Linked DNA regions of Sus scrofa: region 2 is linked to region 1. Evidence: chromatin contacts called from public HiChIP or PLAC-seq data. All regions are on one chromosome and are shown on one strand. The core of a region is the stretch at or near the end of the contact, and the rest is flanking DNA. Distances in the headings are between cores, read along the strand shown.

Region 1 (6,017 bases), core at 1,742-4,241:
AGGTGTTTCAAAGATATGGAAATGATATCTTATCAAAGATGTGGAAATGAACTTATCAAAGATGTGGAAATGATACTTATCAAAGATGTGGAAATGATACTCTATTTCATGTGGTTATAATGATTGAATTGAATAATATGCTCAAAGTACTCTGGAAGGTATTTTACACATTGTGAGTTCTGTAAAAGAGGCAATTATTAATTACAATGTCTCCCTCCTCCTTTTTTAAATAAGCCTTTGCAGTTGGTATTACTCATATCAGGAGGCACACATGAAGTGAGGACAAGCATTTGCTGGTGTTTTATCCTCAGAGGGTGCTATGCCAAGTCCATCAATTGCAGGGTCGGGATGTATCAGCTGGGCTGAAAGGGGATGGAGTGAAATGTTTGTGTGTTACTATACGTGAAACTCTGCTGTGACTCTCATCTGCTTTGGACCCTGTTCAATATTGAACTGATACTTATTCTGGGGTAAGATAGAGCAAGGTAAGAGTGGGCTGGTTGTTATCAATATTAACTGACGGATTAATTCTGCTCTTAGGCCAGAACTGGAGGCTTCCTTGGACCAGGCTTAAAGACTCTTGCCTTAATCTTTTCACTCTCTTATCTCTCTGTCCTTTCCTGCCCTGTTTCCTTTCTGAAAGGTCAAAATAATTCCCAGCAACTTCCTAAAACTTTTTCTGATTATTTCAAACACACTGTGCTTGCAGTGGTATACATCAAGTCTCTGGGCCCCCCAGCAAAATTTCACAAAAGAGACCTCCTCGAGGCTCTTTATGCAAAGAACACCCTGCCATGCAGCCTGTAGCACTCATGTTTTGCAGAAGCACTTCAAGCACTGTGGGGCTGCTGGGGCTGCGCCTTTCTTTGGCTTGAGACCGGTTTCATTAACAAGCATGTTCACACTTCAACCGGAACATTTAAAATAACACCCACACAATGTGTTTAGTGTCTAGTTAATTATTAAGTCTCTGAGCTTGAATTATTCAAGCAAAATTGATTGGGTTCAACCTTCCTACTTCTCTTTGTGCCTTTTTTTTTTTTTTTGAAATAAAGTAAGTTCTCCCTTTACTGTCTAAATAATGTGGAAAAGGTTATTAAGCAACCATCAATACCCTAGACTGTGGGTGGCTCCTGAGTGCTAACAGCATAGGTGGCAAGGACCAGCAGCGTGACTCTTTTGTTAACGTATCTGTATCTCATATATATTCACTGTTAATTAGCATTTATTGTGATCTAATATGGCTTAGGTTCTCTCTTAAACTCTTCTTTAGAGTTATTTACACGTTGGACAAGTAGGTATCTTGGAGCCAGCTCTGTGGTGTCAAAGCAGAGAAATCGCTTCTTTCTTTGTTACCCGACCTCATGGTCAAGTGAAAGGGTAAAAGCATTTTGGCTTCACTGTTAAAAACCATGCTGTTGAAGAATAAGGGCTGACCAGAAAACAGGCTCATTATATATTAAGTGAAAACAGGAGGCTCTAAAACTGTCTTTTATTGTGTAACACTTTTATTAAAATTCATAGGAAAAAGACTTTAATAAACACCAAAATATCATGTGTGTTAGGATTAAACTTTTTGCTTTTCTACTACTTTTGTAACTAGCCAACACACACATGTAAAGATGTTCTGCCTAGAAATGATCCATCTTTTGTCTGAGGCTATGTAAATATCTCTCTTGTGTTAAGAGCTTGTTGGAAAAAGAATGCTGTGCATTTAAGCCACACCAAGTGTAGATTTCACAAAAGATTCACAATGTTTTGTGAATGACAGCAATTTGAATAATTAATGTTAGGTTTTATTTTTAGACTTCTAGACCCTGATTTCTAGTTCTTCTTCAGCTTCCCTATGGGCAATTGTGGGCATGAACATAGTAAACCTAACTGCCTCACGGGTGTAGGAAAGGAATATAAAATAAATGTATTTTGGACAAAAATTATGGAGGAGATGGCAGTTTTGAGAAGGAAATGACAGATATGCAGTGACCCAGTTTAAGGATACATTTAAATGTGGGCTCTTCCATGAAAAATTTGTAGAGCGTTCTCTCCTAAAATCGAGATTCAAAAAACCTGGAAGGTCCTAATTGCATCAGGAACTGTACCTGATGAATGACCTGCCTTTGCTGCCGGGTTTCTGTGCTGTGCCGTGGGGTTACGTGCGCGCCCACGAACAGGGGATGGAGATTTGACGATAGGGGACTATCTGACTCCCCTTCATTGGCTGAATGCCTCGTAGGTGGTAACCTTCGCTGGGAATAAACAGGCAGCCGCTAGAATAGTTGTGGAGAGAAAACACTGTGCTCTACAGAGGGAAACTTTTGGGAACAGACTAGGGAATTCTACTCTCGCGCACACACTCAGGACTTGGAGGGTAGCGCATACAAGTCTGTCATTGTATTTGTCCTGGGTAATGACACAAGAGGTGGTGCAATTAGACACCAAGGAAATCATTACTTCGGAATGCTTGCGAACTGAATTTGGGGGGCGAGAGGTGAGCAGGTAGAGATGGTGAGAAAGACACGGTCTTTTACGGAGGTGTTGAAAGCCTTATGCTGTCAGCTTCTGCGTCCCCTTAGCAAACGCGCCAGTCAGGTGGTGCCTCCGAGGACCAGGAGGAAGCCCCGCTTCGCGATCCGTACGAACCAGAAGCCTCGAGGAACCGGGAGCAGCAGCGCGGCGGTGGCGCAGTTCCCAGCCCGCGCCCGGGTCCTCCCGCCTCCAGACCGTCCGCTCCCGCCGCCGCCGCCGCCGCCGCGGCCTCGCTAGTCCTCCCGTATCCCTGCATTCCACGTTGCGGCTGCCGCAGCCTGGGCTGCCGAGGCGTCCCCACCCTCCCCTCGGGGTGGTGCAGGCGCCCGCGCCCCCGCCCCCACCCGCCCAGGGCCTGGGCTCGGCTCTGCGCGGCCGCAGGACCGGACCCCGCCGCGCCGGCTGGGCTCGGGCGGGGGCGGGGCGGGGAGAGGGCGTGTGCGCGCGTGTCGGGGGAGGGGGCGGGGGCCGCCATATTGGATCCGGACTCGTCGGCGAACCTCCGCCTGCGCGCGGCGGGCCTGGAGCAGCCTCGCGGAGCCCAGGGCGCGAGCGCGAGAGGACGGGGAAGGCGGGGGAGGGGTGGAGGGAAAGGAAGGGAGTGGCTGCGAGCCGGGCTGCGGCAGCCCCTGGTCTCCTTACCAGCGGCACCAACCCCTCCTCCGGCGCCTCGGCCGCTTCCCTCCTTGCCGGGGAAAGATGCCCTTAACCCCGGGGTGTGAAGAAGGAGGAGAACTAGCTGCCGGAGCCGCCCGCGCCCTCGCCGCCGCAGCTGCTGCCGTCCGCGTCCTCTGAATCCAGAAAAGCACCTCCTCGCCCGGGCGTCGGGAGCGTCGGCGGGCGGGCGGCCGCGGTGCTGGTGAGGGGGAGACCGGGCTCTCCGCCCGGCGCGGCCCAGGCCGGCGGCCCAGCGACCACCGACATGGAGCGGGCTCGGGCGGCCGAGTAGCCGCCGCTCCCGGAGCCGGGGGCGAGTGCCGCCCGCAGCCAGTCAGGCCCCTGGGAGAAGCGGGGAGAAAAATGAAGAGTTTTCATCGTAATCCGTTGGAAATGGGACTAACTGCAAAGCCTTAGGAAGAAGGAGCTCAGGAGGAGAAAGGAAAAGCCTCCTCCGGGGAAGACTTGGCGTGCTCCGAGCCCAGGGCTGCTTCTGGGACCTCGCCACCTCCCTTTCCCGCTGGAGAAATTGCCGCTGAGGCGTTATCCCAGTGGTGGTTGGGAGGATTTGCAGCAGAATTTTTGGTTTTCCCTCCCCCTTATATACATTCTGGTTTTTTCCTCCCTTTTCGGTTTTCCTTCTGCCTGGGAAGTGAATTGCTGATGCAGATCGGACTTAATTCATTAATGATGCAACCGGATTCGTTTCAGGATTATGTTGCACGAGTTGAATTTTGAATGAAGGAGAAGAGTTTTTTTCTTTTTTCTTTTTTTCCCTTTTTTAATAAGAAGTGTTGACTCTTTGGTTCGCTGTACTTTTTAATTATTTTATTTAAATATACGACTTAATTGTATTATTCTTTGAAAAATGTATTAAATATCTATTTTATGATAACTTTCCCTCAAGATATATGTATATGTGCGAAATTGAAGACGCTTCAGTTAAGTGAGGTTCCTGGTGGGTTGGATGTTGCATTCAGCCCCGGCACTGCATGACAGTTGTTTGAATAACAAGTGGTTTATTTTTAAAACCACAGCTTTTACAATTTAGGATCAGATAATCATAGTCAAAGTCGTTCTAGTTATTGCAAGAAAACCCAGCCGAAATTGAAGCAAACATGTCTGGAGAAGTGCGTTTGAGGCAGTTGGAGCAGTTTATTTTGGATGGGCCGGCTCAGACCAATGGGCAGTGCTTCAGTGTGGAAACGTTACTGGATATCCTCATCTGCCTTTATGATGAATGCAATAATTCTCCACTGAGAAGAGAGAAGAACATTCTTGAATACCTAGAATGGGGTAAGTGTATTTAAAATAAAACCTCTTTAGCTGGGCATAAAGATTTAATTGTTGTAGGGAGTTATCATGATAAACTCTACTCTGTAATGACTATATTAATATATATATTTGGTATGTTAAGTATATTTAATAATAATAGCATATATATTAAATCAGTATATATGCTATATGGTATATATTATGTATTTAAATGTATATGCAATAAAAGAATAGGCAGCAAGTATTCAAGGTTTTTTTTTCCTTCTGGTTTTTGGTAAATATTTTCCCAAGAGTAAAACATGCCACTTTAGTTGTTGCCTTGATTTAATGAGGAACTTGTGAGGAAGGACTGTGGTTTTTGGTCAGCAGCAAGAGATTTTGAATAATTCTGTGATGGGCAAAAATGGATTGTTGCTCACGGCTGTCTGATGCATGGCAGTATATAACAGGCGTTCAATTGGAAGGTATTTATTGGTGGAAACATTCCTTGCCAGGCTTCGGAAAATGAGGGAGATATTAAAATATCTTAGGTCAACAGAAACTTGAAGGTGGTCGTCAGTGGGTTTTATTACATTTTGATATAGTACAAGCAAAGGAAATTACTAAACATGGACTTACCAAAAATTGTCATGCTTGTAAGATGACATAAATAGTTTAAAATTTTTGTGTTAGTAGTTGGTAGAGAATGTTTGGGAGCAGCTCCTGCCTGCCTGTGAGTTAGGATTTACTCACAATTTAGTTGAAACCTAACCTGGTTAAATTTCGAGTTTTCTTTTTCCTAAGTATAGGTGTGATGTAGAAGATCTAGGTAGGGATGTAGATCAATGAAGAGAGCAAATGCTGCAGGTGACCTTCAAGCTTGGAAGCTTAAGTTCTTCCGCTTCCAGTGTTCCATGTGAGCAAGTTCCAGCATCCACCAATTCTCTGGGGAAAGATTATACAGCATCACCCAGACCTATGTTGGTACCTTGACTTTTGAAGGATATTAATCAAAGATGTGTCTTATACCTTTGGAATGCCAAAATTTGAGTTGTTGAAAAGTTTTTATGCTAAAATGGCTTTGTTCCCAAGTAAAGCTTTATTTTTCTGAAGTAAAGGTCAATTGGTGATCGTACCATTTTTTAAAATTTAAGATTTATGAAAAATGTGTTTGTTAGTAAATCACTTATTCAAGATTGCCTACACATGATAACGTTAATAATTAAATTTGCTAGTATCAGAAGGTTTTTTTTAGCAACTTTATGTCACAGGGTTTAAAAAATATATATATTTGAAATGTGAATGGAATGATTTTAAAAAACAGACTACTAGAGTGTAAGAATGTGAGAATTCTAAATCATCTTTCAAGAGACTGTTCTCTGAAGAATGAGACAGTTTTCACTCTGGTCATAGATTTGTGAGTATATGTCTTTTATGTGTAGAGTAAAATATTTTATAACAGTAGTTTTACATGCCATGTTTCATAAATTTAGAAATTTTTTAGTTTTTTTTTTAATTTAAAAAAGATTTTGGTACTTTTAGGGTTACAGTTCTTAAATTATAGTTCCATAGTGATATTC
Region 2 (6,017 bases), core at 1,565-4,064, 79 kb before region 1:
ATCGATACAGGGCTGTCAGGAGTTGATGACAAGATCATTGGCTTTGCAACTTGCTCCAATTTCACGCTCACTCAGCATCCTTCTGCACATATCCGGATCCCAGTGCCCACAAGAACATCTGGCCCACCCGACAGCCTTGAGAAACTGGTGTTCTACTTGCTCCTTCATCCTCTCAAGAATTTGGTTACCTGGGGACTTCCTGTTGCGGCTCAGTGAACCTGACTAGTATCCATGAGAATGCGGGTTTGATCTCTGGCCTCGAACAGTGGGTTAAGGGTCCAGCATTGCCATGAGCCGTGGTATACTTTGCAGATGAGGCTCGGATCCTGCATCACTGTGGCTGTGGCATAGGCTGGCAACTACAGCTCTGATTCGACCCCTAGCCTGGGAACTTTCATATGCCGCAGGTGCAGCCTTTAAAAAAGAAAAAGCAAAAGAATAATAACAATTATTATAATTAGATTAATTATTATTATAATCAGCTAGCTGAAGAAAGCTCACCAATGCCAAGCACCTCGGACAAGACCAAGCTTTGGGAAATGCAAAGCTCAGGAGGTCGGACAGCCTGGCGCTCTCCTTGAGCCCATGCAGCATCTCCCGGCTCTGTCTCTCTCTGCCTGAAATGCCGTCCTTCTGACGCACACAACTTAGTTTTCTTCCCACGCATCCTCCTTTGAGACTCAGCTTAGCCTTCACTCCAAAAAGCCTTCCCAGGCCCTCCCTGCCCGCCCCAGGCTGGGGTACCAGCCCTTCCGCTGTGCACCCTTCACAGGGACCCCATGCCTGTGACACCGTGTTCCCCATATTGTCTGTCTGTTATTTGCTGGCTTCCCCCCATTGAGCTGTGAACAACCAGAGGGCTTCCTGTTTGTGCCACCCCTGTTCCCAGCATATTGAAGGTGTTCGCTAAGTGTTTACAGAACTGGTGAATGAATGGCAAAGACAGATGAGGTTGAAACTGCCTGGTGAATAACAGGACAGGAAATCCATTCTGAGAAGGCCGTATTTATTCTGTTTGCCACACACCAGATGTGAGGGGTCTATGAAAAGATCTGGACCGTAATCTTCAAGAGCATAAGCACGGGAGGTCGTTTATCACATCTTCCGTGTTGGAAAGAGGAACGGTAGTTACACTTGGCCTCTGTGCTCTCCAAATGATGTGTTCATACTTGAGGCTGGCACATCGTGAACAATAAATCTTTGTTGAATAGAAGAATGAGTCTTTATTATAGAACGTATAACACGACTTCCTAGTTTTTATTTATGTATGATGTTCTCCTCTAATTGTGAGCTCCTGGAAGCCTGGGACTGTGTCTTGCTCCTGTTTGTTAACAGAATCAAGCACAGAGCTTTGCACATAGTAGGGGTCAAAAATGTCTATTGGCTGGGGAGGTCCCATTGTGGCTCAGTGGGTTATAAACCCGACCAGCATCCTTGAGGGTTAGGGATCAGTGGGTTGGAGTTCCTGTTGTGGCACAGTGGAAACGAATCTGACTAGTATCCATGAGGATGAGGGTTCGATCCCTGGCTTTGCTCAGTGGGTTAAGGATCCAGCATTACCCTGAGCTGTGGTATAGGTCAAAGACATGGCTCGGATCCCACGTGGCTATGGCTGTGGTGTAGGCTGGCAGCTGCACTCTGATTCGACCCCTAGCCTGAGAACCTCCATATGCCACAGGTGCAGCCCTAAAAAGCAAAAAAAAAAAAAAAAAAAAAAAGTTTATTAGCTGAAATAATGAATTTCTGAGATGAGAGTGAGGCGCGCATGCACACACGTATTCTACATTTTCTTTTTTTTTCCTCCCCAGTATTATTTTTTCCATAGGAAACCAGGTGAAAAATCCATTTATTATTATTGGTTTTTAATGAGCCTGAGTGCTTCTGCAGGCTTCCTTGGCAGTTTGCTCTGGCAGCAGCTAACATGCTTCCTTTGCATCAGTAGAGGTTCGGAGGGGTCACAACTGGACTGTGACTGTGATGGCACCTAGCGCTTCTGGAGGGGGTGGGGTGGGGACTGGGGCGTCCTGTGATAGAGACCTACGTGTGTAGGGGGACATGCTGTCACGAGGCAGCTGTGCACCTAGGTGTGGGTACAGGAAGTTTTACTGAGGCTGCCCAGTGGAGTTGCATGCTTAGCATTATTAAACTTTCCAATAACTATTCGATTTAGCAATAGATACGCAAAAGATCAGTACCCAGTGGGTATCTAATCTAGGTTTCCTTCTACTGGCTCTCTAGTAACTAGAGCAAGAAGAACTCCCCTAACATCCTCTGTCTTTGGCCTGCCTGCAGGGGAAATGGGTTTGTCTAAGCAAACCCATTTTTTTTTTTTTTTGGTCTTTTTAGGGCTGCACCCATGGCATATGGAAGTTTCCAGGCTAGGGGTCAAATCAGAGTTGCAGCTGCCAGCCTATGCCACAGCCACAGCAACACCAATCTGAGCCATGTCTGTGACCTGTGCCACAGCCACAGCAATGCCAGATCCTTAACCCACTGAGCGAGGCCAGGAATCGAATTGCATCCTCGTGGATACTAGTTGGGCTCATTACCACTGAGCCATAATGGGAACTCCAAGTATTTTAAGAAATACATATATTTTCCCTTTACTGATGGAATGAGGATGTCACAAAAAGAGAAGCAGGTCCTCAGTGCCACGGGTAGTTTCATTTTGGAGGTTCTTATCGTCGCTATTGGGGCTGTGAAACTGGCTGGATCAGAGCAAAGATGACAGCCCCTCCCCCGCCTGCTCTTGGATCAGCTCCGCACAGCATGTCTTTGTCCTTTTGGGAGACCAGCTCTTCAGCCTAGAGACATCCATACTGTCCCCACCCTGGGAACAAGCACAGAGGCTCATGAACGTTACTTCAGCCCATATACTTACTGCCTCTGGGCTTTGATGGGTGACCCTCCCCCCCAAGCAGTAGTTCAAGGTCAGCCAGGGAGGGGAGTGCCCTTGGAGTGCCCTTGGTAATGGGCCTCTCCTCTGTGGCTTCCAGGTTTGGCTCCAGCTCCATCAACAGAGATGGGAAAGCCTTAAACTTTAATGATCTGTAGCCTGATTTCTCTTGGACTAGCCCGATATCCTTCCCTGCTCTCTTCAGGAGGTGCTTGTCCAAAAGCATGTTCTGTTTATTCCCAGAGAAAAGAGCTGGCTTCCTTTTCAGCTCTTTTTCTGCTCATCGTTATTTGTAAATTCCGACTCTCCAGTCTCCAGCTAGGCAAATTTACAAGTTATTTTTAGCAGCTATGTGGAAACCTCACTGTCAAAAAGTGTCCTGATAAAAGAACAAGGACAGTCTTCATTAAAAAAGATTTCAGAAATGCGTCGCCTGTTTCCTCCTGTTCTCTCACCTCTGCTTTAAAACAGAGCCTTTTCATTTGACACGATGGTAACAGTTCTTAATTCTAGGTGGTGGGAGTGCGGGTTTTAGTTATAGTGCTATGTAGGCTTTTCTGTAACGTTTCTATATACCAGGGGAATGGAACCCCCTAAAGCTAAATTGCTTTCTGCCTTCCCGCCTGAGCTTCTGTTCTCCGCTCAGCTGCTATCAGCTCCCCAGCTGCTCTAACCAGGCCACACCGTTTCCTTTGAGCTCGAGATCTCTGTGTTCCAGGCCAGTGCTTCCCCCACCTAACAACCGTCGCTTGCCAACCATTCTTGCTGGACCTGGAAGTGAACCACTGATCCCAAAGATTAAAAAACAAAATAAGGAGATAGAGTGTCCCCAGGGACCTCTCTGCTGAACCTGACCAGGGCTTACTAGCCTTGCTCCTGTGCTTTCCCAGGGAGAGGAGGTGGCCAGACTCACTAAAGCCGCTGGGGGTGGAGGAGTCTGGACCCAGATGACACAGTGCTTGACACGAGAGGCAGCTGAGGTGCTGAATGAAACACGTTTCCAGAGCCACAGGTTTCAGCTGACGTGGCTGCACCCTCGTCTGCTGTCCATAATCCAACAAATTGCATCCTGGGGTTCCTGCAGCATCTTCATTTACAAGAGTGGTTCTCGAGCATATTAGGTGTTGTATCAGAATCAACAAGCTCAAAAAGAGCACACAGATTAGACTTTCTTTCTTTCTTCCTTCCTTCCTTCCTTCCTTTCTTTCTAGGGCCTCACCTGCGGCATATGGAAGTTCCCAAGCTAGGGATCAAATCAGAGCTACAGCTGCCAGCCTACACCACAGCCACAACAATGTGGGATCTGAGTCACGTCTGCAACCTACAACAGAGCTCACGGCAACGCCAAATCCTTAACCCACTCAGTGAGAGCAGGGATCGAACCCACCACCTTGTGGATACTAGTCCGATTTGTTTCCGCTGCGCCACAATGGGAACTCCATATTCCTGGAGTTTCTGATTCAGTAAGATTGGGGTGGAGCCCAAGAATTTGCATGTCTCACACTTTCCCCGGGTAAAGCTGCTGGTTGGGGACAACACTTAGATTTAGAAGATACAGTGGCGGCGGGTGGTTTTCATCTTATCTCTGTGCTGGGGTGAAATCAAAGTCAGGAGAGGAAGAGCTGAGGTCATTTGGCTCAGCTCTGGGCCTCCCCGTCTGCTTATAACTCAGCAGCGCCATTGCCTCTATTCTGTACACCAACCGCCTGGCACGGGTGCTGTTTGGGAAGGCACACGTCATGTAGATCTCAACCCACAAGGGGTTTTCTTTTCTTTTCTTTTTCTTTTGTAGGGCTGCACCTGCAGCATGTGGAAGTTCCCAGGCTAGGGGTCCAACTGGAGCTACAACTGCCAGCCTATACCACAGCCACAGCAATGTGGGATCTGAGCCACATCTGCAACCTATACCACAGCTCACGGCAACACCAGATCCTTAACCCACTGAGCGAGGCCAGGGATTGAACCCGCATCCTCATGGATACTAGTTCTTTACCACTGAGCCATGATGGGAACTCCCCAGAAGATATTTTCTCTGGTCTTACTGACGCTGCCCTCTTGCAGTTTGCCTTTCTAGTTGGTTGGCAGTTTAAGGAACGTTTCTCAAAACTTCGTAGCATAACGGGTGTTTGAAGCCATGTTTCAGGGTGTCCTGATTCTACCTGCCCATTCTGCTTGCTGTTCCCATGGCATCTCATTGCCCACGAGTTGGCTGAGTGTCTGGTTGCCGTCTGTCTGGGCCAGCCTCCCTGCCCACACGGAGGACTGAGCTCTGGAGTTTCTGCAGCCAAGCTCGATGCACTGTGGCCCAGCTGGCTACAGCCCAGGAGTTCATAGTTTCTGTCTGTCTGTCCTTTTCTTATTTTTTGGCTGTACCTGCAGCATGTGGAAGTTCCCGGGCCAGGGATCACACCTGCACCACAGCAGTGACAACATCAGAGATCCTTAACCCGCTGCAACACCAGGGAACTCCAGAGCTCTGTCTGTCTTCTGATGCAATTTAGAGCTGATTGGTGGCACTAATAGAATGGCTCGGGAAGTGGAAAAATCCCTGACATGTCTGTCCTGTGCGTTTGGAGAGAGGGGAGAGCAAGGGGGTTGGGGAGGGGCAGTCTTTGTTTGCATTGTTCAGTGAATTTCCCCAATCTCCACTTCCAACGTTTAGCACTGGAGGAAAATTCCCAAGTAGATGTTAAGAATCTCAAATCTCCACTGGTACGAACAGAGAGCAAAGGGTTAATGATACGTTATTGTTTTCATCTACAGCAATTCAAACTTAATTTTTGGTGTGGGGCTTTATTTTTAGAGCAGTGAATAGCAGTCTGCATAGGGTTGTGGTTTAATTTTGTATCCCCCTTGCTGTAAGATAATAATGCATTATACACACACTGTATTGTACAAATCCTTCTGTTACTAAATTTTCATTGTATACGAAAGTTGAAACAACATCTCCTAAAATAACACTCCTCTCTTACCTTGCACACTTTGAGAGTGTTTTAGAAATCTTGTGGTGTTTGGAGTTCCCGTCGCAGTGCAGTGGTTAACGAATCCGACTAGGAACCATGAGGTTCCGGGTTCCATCCCTAGCCTTGCTCAGTGGGTTAAGGATCCGGCGTTGCCATGA

The links. HiChIP or PLAC-seq counts read pairs in DNA pulled down with a chosen protein or histone mark.
Region 2: a contact with region 1 is called in an H3K27ac HiChIP or PLAC-seq map of skeletal muscle. The contact joins the enhancer-like site here to the promoter of CDC42BPA in region 1. A contact is called at or near these places in 3 of 5 promoter capture datasets (fetal liver, fetal skeletal muscle and liver), 21 of 47 Hi-C or Micro-C datasets (adipocytes, alveolar macrophages, embryonic fibroblasts and 11 more) and 2 of 2 datasets of contacts at active chromatin or transcription factors (alveolar macrophages and skeletal muscle).

What each region holds. Positions count from the first base shown.
Region 1 is chr10:14,937,962-14,943,978 of Sscrofa11.1, reverse strand. It overlaps CDC42BPA (serine/threonine-protein kinase MRCK alpha), which reads left to right and starts at 2,991. Exons shown (of 40, transcript XR_002336229.1): 1 at 2,991-4,479.
Region 2 is chr10:15,016,723-15,022,739 of Sscrofa11.1, reverse strand. No RefSeq gene overlaps it. Among named protein-coding and RNA genes, the nearest start is that of AHCTF1, 22 kb to the left of the region's middle. Within about 2 kb of position 2,814, at least 26 of the 83 cell types and tissues checked have an H3K27ac peak or open chromatin away from gene starts, as enhancers often do. A contact at or near this core is called in fetal liver, fetal skeletal muscle, liver and 5 more, where this site is marked.